Regions from separate parts of the Mus musculus genome. Here all the other regions are linked to region 2. The links are chromatin contacts, called in public Hi-C and promoter capture Hi-C maps. All regions are on one chromosome and are shown on one strand. Each heading gives the region's core, a stretch centred on a gene start, on an enhancer-like site or on the middle of the called end of the contact. The rest is flanking DNA. Distances are from core to core; before and after follow the strand shown. Region 1 holds the start of Sumo1 (small ubiquitin-like modifier 1). Region 2 holds the start of Ino80dos (INO80 complex subunit D, opposite strand). Region 3 holds the start of Kansl1l (KAT8 regulatory NSL complex subunit 1-like).

Evidence for each region. Promoter capture Hi-C pulls out the DNA fragments that hold promoters and counts their contacts. A called contact is a pair of places that touch in the nucleus more often than the background predicts.
Region 1: a Hi-C map of CD4 T cells shows a contact between it and region 2, with 4 times the contacts expected there. The contact joins the promoter of Sumo1 here to the promoter of Ino80dos in region 2.
Region 3: a contact with region 2 is called in a promoter capture Hi-C map of pre-B cells. The contact joins the promoter of Kansl1l here to the promoter of Ino80dos in region 2. A contact is called at or near these places in 1 of 39 promoter capture datasets (pre-B cells) and 1 of 484 Hi-C or Micro-C datasets (CD4 T cells).

Annotation. Positions count from the first base shown.
Region 1 is chr1:59,669,292-59,672,459 of GRCm38.p6, reverse strand. It overlaps Sumo1 (small ubiquitin-like modifier 1), which reads left to right and starts at 1,626. Exons shown (of 5, transcript NM_009460.2): 1 at 1,626-1,780. The coding sequence starts at 1,769.
Region 2 is chr1:63,113,138-63,116,128 of GRCm38.p6, reverse strand. Ino80dos (INO80 complex subunit D, opposite strand) reads right to left here and starts at 1,658. Exons shown (of 4, transcript NR_045915.1): 1 at 1,585-1,658. Ino80d (INO80 complex subunit D) reads left to right here and starts at 1,862. Exons shown (of 12, transcript NM_001114609.1): 1 at 1,862-1,918.
Region 3 is chr1:66,816,179-66,818,959 of GRCm38.p6, reverse strand. Kansl1l (KAT8 regulatory NSL complex subunit 1-like) reads left to right here and starts at 1,365. Exons shown (of 15, transcript NM_001122738.1): 1 at 1,365-1,586.

The DNA.
Region 1 (3,168 bases), core at 377-2,876, 3.4 Mb after region 2:
CAAAGGCACATCGTGTTTCTTTCCAGCAATAAAAAAACCTAAAACAGGGCTGGTGAGATGGCTCAGTGGGTAAGAGCACTGACTGCTCTTCCGAAGGTCCTGAGTTCAAATCCCAGCAACCACATGGCAGCTCACAACCATCTGTAATGAGATCTAATACCCTATTCTGGAGCATTTGAAGACAGCTACAGTGTACTTACAAATAATAATAAATAAGTCTTTGAGTCAGAGTGAGCAGGGACTGAGAGAGCAGGGTTGACTGGAGTGAGCGGAGCTGACTGGAGCAAGCAGAGATCCTAAATTCAATTCCCAACAACCACATGAAGGCTTGCAACCATCTGCAACATCTACAGTGTACTCATATACATAAAATAAATAAATAAATCTTAAAAAAAAAACCCTAAAACAGTCTTACATAAACACCGTTGAAACATTTTAATTTTGTATATGCAGTGAAATAGGGATTTAAATTCTTTCTCCTTTCGCATGTGAATGTTCAGTATTTTCATTAGTAATTATATTGTACCTACTAATTTTTAATTTTGTATGGGTGTTTTTGTCTGAATGTGTTTATGAACCGCATTCAGGCTTTGGCTTGGTGCTGAAAAAAGTATCTGATTCTTGGGACTAGAGTTACAGGCAGTTTTGAATGCATGCATGGGTGCTGGGACTCAGACTTGAGTCCTCTGGAAGAGTAGCCAGTGCTCTTTGACTACTGGGTCATTTATAGTTGGCTCATTACTATTTACAGAAAAGATTATTTTACTAATGTCTTGTTCTGTGAAGGGTTTTTGATTTAAGTTTTCATTTTTCCCCCTTTACTTATTATAACCTTAATCCTCCTTGAATGCTTGTGCAAGGTCACTGTATTCAAAGGAAGCAGTTTAGGTCTTTCTATGACACAAGGCAACTAGTTTATGCGTTGGAAGGCGCTCCTGCCTACAACTTCAAAACTTTCAGTAGCATTTTAGTTGTCTGTAGCCACCAAGACTTTGTTCTAGCTGGGGGTGTGGTGGCACTTGGGAGGCAGAGGCAAGAGGATCTCTACGAGTTGGAGGCCAGTCTGGTTGACATTGCAATGTTCTATAATAGCCAAGGCTATTAGTGAGACCCTGCCTCAAAACACAAGAACAAAAGATGTGTCCTGAAGGGTCGTCTTTTTGTGCCCCCTCATCTCCCCCGCCCCCAACAGGGTTCTATGTCCTGTCCTGGAACTCACTTTGTAGATGAAGATGGCCACGAACTCACAGAGATCCGGTAGCCTCTGCCTCTATCACCCGGAGTCACGAATGTGGCAACAGCAAGCATGAGGGGCCTATAAAAATACTATACGGGTAATTCACTATATTCAGTGAGGGTTGGTCCGGGCCTCAGAAGCGCGCAAGTCGTCCCACCGGGAGGAGCCTAAGCAGTCAGTTTGACCCCAGACATTCGGCCTGCAGGCAAAGCGCTGGTCTCCCTGAGGGCTGCGGCAGCGGGCCTGATTCTCCCTCCCTCCGAAGTCCTAGCAGTTCTCTTGCTCCAGGCAAGTAGTTTACAACCTGGAGGATTTTAGCCCCCGGCCTTCCTTACGGCGTTTTCCCGCTTCCTTTTCCCGTCTTCGCTAACTCGCCTCTGCGCGCAGCGGAAGTGACGCAAGACGTAGAGGAAGTCCCTGCAGCCGCGGTGTTGTGCTGTAGAGAAGGGACGGATTTGTAAACCTCAGAGTGAGGTTCTGCCTGCCGGAGGCCGCAGTGGTGCGGAGACCCCCGGGTGAATCCACGTCACCATGTCTGACCAGGTACCGGGCCGGGGCCTTAGGGCTCAGGGCCGTCGGCCGCGGGCTGGGGCCCTGGACTGAGGCGCGGGGGAGGGGGCGGCTGGAGAAGGGGGCTGCCCGTGGGGAGGGGGCCGCGAGGGACGCGGGGCGCCTGGCGGAGTCGGGCCAGGCCGCCTGGGACCCCGGGGCTCTGGGTTCCACGCGCCCTCCGCGCCCCTCTCCGAGGCCCCTACCCCCGCGCCACCCGGCGCCGGGGCTCTCTCGACGGCGCCCAGGTTTCTCGCGGGCTCGCAGGGGGCCCAGGCCCGCTCCCTTGTCCCCGAGAGCAAGCTGAGGGGAAAACGACCGTTTCCCTTCGGACGACGGATGGCAGAAACCAGGCCCTAGGCCCAGTTATGTAACGGGAGGGAAATCCCCGACTGGGAGGCTAGGTGGCCCTGAAAAGCAGCTCGACTCCACTTTGGGTTCTTGGTCCCGGAGAGTGGGGGGCGGCCGGGGAGCCGTGTCTGAGGTGACTGGGAGCCCAGAGGACGCTGCTTTTCCGTTGTGTTTGCCTGGAGGGTCCGTCCATCTCTGCACACCTCAGTCTTTTTTTTTTTTTTTTCCTTCCGGGGGTGCGGAACGGTCCGCTCTTTCGCTGTACTTTCCATTTCTTACTCGGGATTGGTCCATCAACTCTCCAGTTCTCAGAGCGCTCAGAATAACCGAGAAACAGCAAACTGTGTATGGAGTGCCACCACCAACAAGCCATTTCGTCTGGGCTTTAACCAGCAGATGCTTGGCACTTTAAAAAAAAATATAGCACGTTTTTTGTTCTTTGATAATCAGATGACGCATTTAGATTATATGCACCCCCAAACCTCTCTTCCAGAAGTTTCTGAACTAATTTTCGAAGAAATAGAGAAAAAAAAAGTTATCCGTGTTGTACAATTGCAGAATATTTGCAGAAAGCTGTCAATTAGTAGTAAAACAGTGTGTCTCGGTTTTGGAATCAAGGATTTGCATGGTATTTGCCTTCAAATAGGAGTGACTCCTTGCCACCTAAATTTTTCTTCATCCTATTTTAGTTACTACCTTTGTGGCTAGTTTTTATATACATAAGGTTTTGGTCTGACTTTGCTTTGGTTTGCTCAGATGACTTAATTTTCAGAGTATTTTTTTTTTAACTTTTTCTTCTTTTGTGATAATTATTCAGTAAACTTTTTCATTCAACTTCACAATGTAGTTGGACTTTTTTAAAAAAAAAATTTGTTGTTGTTGTTTGAGACACGGATTTTCTGTGTAGCCTTGGCTTTCTAGGAACACTCTGTAGACCAGGCTGGCCTCCAATTTATAGAGATCGGCCTGTTTCTGTCTCCTGAGTGCTGGGATAAAAGGCTTGTGCCACCACAGACTGGCCAGGGTGGTTC
Region 2 (2,991 bases), core at 409-2,908:
AAATGCTTTGCAATGAATTTTAAATGAGCATCCCTAATTCCCTTGCAACATACAAAAAGCCTGGCTAGTTCCTACTTCTCCTAACACCTCCGCCATGGACATGTCAGGCTGCAGCAGCAGCTGGCTGTCTCCATGCCTGGTGCACTTTTTCTTTGATCCTGTTTATGTGCTAAAGTTTGTTCATTAAAAAAAAAAAAAAGAAAGAAAGAAAGGGAGGAGATTCTGGGGCTGGACAAATGGCTCAGTGGTTAAGAGCACTGGCTGATCTTCCAGAGGACCCAGCTCAAGTGCCACATGGCAGCTCACAACTGTCTGTAAGTCCAGTTCTTGGGCATCTAAAACCCTCACACAGCCATACACGCAGGCAAAACACCAATGTACATAAAACAAAAAATCACTTAAAAAAAGTAAACCTATTACATCTTTGCAATGTACAAAGTCGCTCAACAGGCTGACACTACACCGGAAGTTCTGAACATTCCAACACTAGGGAAGAGAAGCCTACCCCTCAATTCTGTGTTCCAAGAAGCAGGCAGCAAAGTATGCAATGTACCAAAGGCCTAGACATTCATCAATCTATGCAAACTAAAAGAAAATAACAGAAATGGAATTCTAGATATAATTCTTAATAAATAATTTTACTTGAAGAAAATCCAAGGCATCTTTCAATCTGTTGCTAGGTTTATAGGAGTCATCTTTCTTCTTGGGCTGATAGATGAACTGGCTTGCTCAGCTGTCCTGAGAGTTTAAATACACACTACTTCTATTTGCACCGTGAAAAATAAACAGCTGTATTATGCCTTTCTGGGCAGTCAATAGGTTTTACTTACATTGCTCTGAGAGAAGACAAAAGCCATCTCTTTACAATTGACTCTCAGCAGCCTCAGTTCCTCAGATACCAAAACCACAAAATCTTACCTCTAATACATGAAACCATAAGTACGAATACATACAACATAAACGAGCATTAAATAAAGACAATACCGTGACCTCTAAGTCTCTCAAGTGCCAATTTACAGACTGGCCACCAGATACAGAACTTGGACCTGCCATAGAGAAAAATCATTATTAGCCTGAAAAAAAGAAAAAAAAATAGAAAAAAAAAAGTAAGCTGCCACTGTCACCCTTATGGAAAAAGTTAACATGGAAAACAATAATATCGTAAAACCTGTGTCTTGTAAAGATTTCTTTCCATCAGAAGGTGCAGAAACATTCCCCACCACGGAGCACACGACCTCCTTTCTGTTTCTTCCCTGCTTTTTCTCAAGTATGGGCTTTTTTCCAGCGATGAGAGGTAGAAATTTGGACTTTATCTGGCTGGAGCCGGTGCACTTCTCCCCTTGGCCCCTCTCTCCTCTGCCTCCAAGATGGTAGGAAAGTTGTCGTTTCGGAGGGCAGAGGAACTGCTCTGTGGTGTTATGTCCTCGCGGTGCCTGTAGTGGTGCTGTAGGAGGCTGCTGCCTCTTCTAGTGCAGGCGGGCAGCCCTGCCTTCTTGGCTGGAGAGTATATTCAGGGATTTCCCCTTAATGATCACCGACCCTGGGAGCACTTTTTAGTTTCCAAAATAAAAATATGATCCTCACCCCTCGTGTTAGACAGGGAAAGACTCTTGCCGAAGCCCAGGGAGGGAGCAGTAGCAGCCGAGCTCCCTAAGTCCACTGCCAGCGCCTCTCTGATCTGTCAGCCTAGGCGAGGGAGGGGGGGTTGAGGGGGAGGAAGGAGGAAAAAAAAATTAAAAAAAAAAAAAAAAAAAAAAGCAGCTGAAAGGTAAGCAGAGGCGGCCCCAGGCCCGGCCCACATCCCCGGGCTCCCGTAGGGCGGCGGGCTGGGCCGCGTAGGCAGGGCGGGCGGCGAGCGCGCTTACGTGAGGCCGGGGATTCGCCGGCCCACGCCAGGCCGCGGGCGGAGAATGAAAGGGTGAGTGGGGCCGGCGCTGGGGTGGCGGGGGATGGGGCACCGGGGGCCTCGGGGACGCCCGCGGGCAGCGTCGGCGGGGGTTCCGGCGGCGGCCTGAGCGCGGCGAGCGGCGCGGCCTGCGCGGGCCGGGCCCCAGGAGTGCTGCGGAAGGGGGGGCGCCCTAGGCCTCGGGCCCCGCGGCGGCCGCGCCCTGCCCCCGCGCCACAGGCCTCCCGCGCCCCTGGGGTCCCCCGGGGCCTCGGGGCGGGCGGGCGGGCTGCATCCTGCGCCGGCCCCAAGCTCTCCCGCGGGACGGAGGGCTGGGCGGCGGGGACCGGGGCGACGGGGCCTCGGAGTGGGGACCGTGCGGCAGCACCCCGTCCCCGGGCATCGCGCAGACGGGGCCCCCCGGATTCCGGTAACTGTTGGGTTTGTTTATCCCCCCCGCTCCACGGCGCTCTGGGCGGCCTGGCCGGGGCGGGGCGGGCGGCCTGGCGGGCGTGGGGTGGAGGGGCGGCGAGGAGTCAGGTGCAGCCGCGGCCCGGAAAGTTTCCTTTTAGGCCCGAATTGGAGGCCGCCTTCTCTCCGGGGAGCCCCGGTCCTAGCGCCCGGGACCCCCGAGGGCTTCGGGGGGCGAGCACTCGGCTGGCTCGAAACTCTTTGCCAGTTCCTGTCCGTTCAAGGTACTCCGCCCCTGCACCCCTCGCCCGCGCCGCGCCCCACCCCGCTCCCCGCGATCCCCGACGGGGCTGCCAACTCCAGCCCATTCCCCAAGAGCTCCAGGGCCCGGGGAGAAGCCGTCTCTTCCGGTTTGGAAAAGTTTTCAAGGGGTTTTTCTTAGCTTTATTAGTTAGTGACTGGGCTTTCGGGGGTGGGGAAGGGAGGAGGTAGATTCAGGTGCTGTTTCTATTGCAAAGTCAGGGTCCATCGGCCTCCCCTCCTCCCCCCTTTTTAAAAAACCCAGCACCCCACCAAGGAGCTGTGGGGGTGCTACTTGTGTCTTTATTACTACCCCCACCTTCTCTCCCGGACTCCTTTGGGTCCTCAGTCTCCCTCTCTGGACAGCTCCGGCAGGAAGGTAGTTAAGAAGAGAG
Region 3 (2,781 bases), core at 116-2,615, 3.7 Mb before region 2:
TTTTTTTGTGAAGCCTTTAAAATGAATGCCCAGGTGAATACAGGATCTTAGAACTGCTTGATCACCGTTGACTTCTCAAACGGCTATACATCCACTGTGCAGTTTTGTTTTGGGTTTAGACACAGTCTCAGTATGTCGCTATGATTATCCTGGACCTAACCACTAGACTAGGCTGGCCCACCTGTGCCTGGGATTAAAGGTTTGTACCATCACTCCAGACCCTACCACATTCTTTAAGTGTTTTACCCATCCCTTTAAATATGACAAATATCCAGTGTTTACTTTTTCCTCCAACACACTGTTAGTCCATGATTTTTAATTGAATGAAGGCAAATCTATTTTCTGGACTGCCCATCCTTGACCCATATTGAGCAATTATTGTTCTGAGTAATTTTTATAACCATTTTCCCTACTGTAGGCAGTTTATCATAAAAATTATTTCAGCTATTTATTCATGTACTAGAAAAAGAAAGAACAGTTAATTTTCCAACTCTGGTAATGTCTTAAGTATTGCTTCTTTATGACTTCAATTCTATACACTCCTGCCTGTAAGCCCTTCCAAATAAATAAGGTAGAAGTGATATATCGATCTAAAAATTCTAGTGCCTTTTCACTTCCTACAGCATTCTAGTGAAAATCTGCTTAGCAAAGCGTCTAATCTATTATCTAAGGAGCTATATTTAGGCTATCGTTTTTTTCTCAAGCATCAAGTTCAAGCCTGGGGAAATGCCCGGGTGCGTTTAACGGTGGTGAGCTGCGAGCTGCGAGCTGGGCCAGGTGCAAGACTCGCTCGCAGAGATGTTTCTGTCTCTAGCCAACTGTTTCCATTAAAATCCCGCTGGTCTGCGCTACCTCAGAGTTAACTGCAGAGCTCCTTAATCATAAGCTAACTCAAATGTATCCATGGCAGGTCTGCCACCTATTTTAAGGTCCTCAGAGGTCCGACAGAGCATGACTCGGGATCGAGCCTCTGGGACCCATAGAAGCAAAAGGTTGGAGCGTTGAGGGCTGCTTAACCCTCGGCCTGGCCAGGACGGCCCTGCCCGCCCGGAGTTTCCAGGTCTTATTTTCCTGTAACAGACCTAAAGAAACCGCAGCGCCCCGCAGCACGGCCGGCGGGGTGACTTTTGCGGGCTGGCACCGGGGTGGAGAGAGCGCGGGACAACGGCGGCGCGGAACGCACTGGGAGCCGGCAGAGTTCGGCCACCGCGCTCAGGCTGCTTTCAGAACGCTCCCAGCGGCTTCCGCGGGCCCCGCCCCCGCCGGGGTTTCCCCGCCGCCCGTCTCATTTGCATGGCGCGCCCCTCCCCCGCTGCCATTGGCCGGCGCCGGGCCCCGCCCTCCCCCACTCCCCTCCCTCCGCCGTAGGGTTCCGTCCCCCGAGCGCCCGGAGCTGCGGGCAGCGGGCGGACTGTTAAACCGCGGCGGCGGCGTCAGCCGGGGCGGGAGCGGGGCGCGCTCTGGAGACGAGTCGGCGGCGCCCCGGGTGGGGGGAGGCGGGCGGACAGCTAGAGATCGCCTCGGCGGCCCCCACCACGGCCGGACCGAAGGTGCGGCGGCGGAGGGCAGCCAGGGCGCCCCAGCAGGCGAGTGGCCGGCGTCGCAGCGGCGGGCTGAGGGGGGTGGGTCTCCTCGGCGGGGGACGGCGGCGGCGCGGGGCGGGAAAGAGCGGAGAAGACCGCCGGGTGGACTCGCGGGCTCGGCGTCCGCCGGGCAGCCCCCTTTGCACCCCGAACCCTGCTTGCCGTTGGACTGCGGGCCCCGGCACAAGACCGTGCTTTGGGGCAGGGGTCGGACCGCAGCCAAATTTAAACGGCTAAACCTAACAGCCTTGGCAGACACGGCGGGGAGGGGAGGGCGGGGCAGGGGGCGGGCCTGGATTCGAGTCACGTGGGGATGGGGCGGGGCTTGGCAGGCCTCCCTTTTGTTTTGGCTGGCGCGTGCGCAGAAGGCGGAACACGTGGTTTTTCTTGGGCACGCCCTCTCCCTCCCCCCCCCCCCGCCCCCCGCAAGGCTGGAGCAGCGGCGCCTGTCCTGGGGGTGTGGGGCGCTCTGTGGGAAGCTTTCCGTAACGCTGAGCTTGGCTGGCCAGCGGCGACATTAATTTCTTCTTATTTGGGGCCGTTATGGATTTGGCCTTTAGAATTGTTTGGGGTGGAAGGGAGTGTTGTGGTTTATTGAAAGGTAACCGGTCCGAGTTGGTGTTGCTGCTTGTGCCCAAGAGGGGAGAGGGCTAGCTTTAAAAAAAGAAACAGCGTTTGGTAAGGAGAAATAAATGCAGGACGGTGTTGTGTGGTCCCAAATCGGGGAAGGAGCTGTTGGGATCTGCCTTGCGAGGAGCGGGCGCTGCGTGGGCGTCCTCGGTACCCCCGCAGAAGGCGCGGTGGCGGTTCCCTGTCCTCGCTGTTCCCATCGCGGGTTCCCGGGAGACTGGAGTTGTGGGAGTCACCTTCTGGCTTTGATTCCCCCAGCTTGGACGCAGAATGTGCCGGAGAGACTAAGAAAGATTGGCCGCCGCCGCCGCCTTTAATAGTTTAACTTTGTGTTTGTAGAAAGGTTTTTAAATCCTGATTGGATAGGGCAAGTTTGATAGCAACATAACTTCCCCGAAACTGTTCCTGAGCACAGCTGGCAAAACAGGCAGGATTTGAGGGTAGAAGTAGTTCTAAAAATAATTCGACAGTGGAGGGGGAAAAGCGCAGGTGTGGAACGCAGACTGTTTAGTAATGCCGGGGGTTGATTTCTGCGGTTTCCAGAGAGCTAACTAGCCGTTTCCTTGGG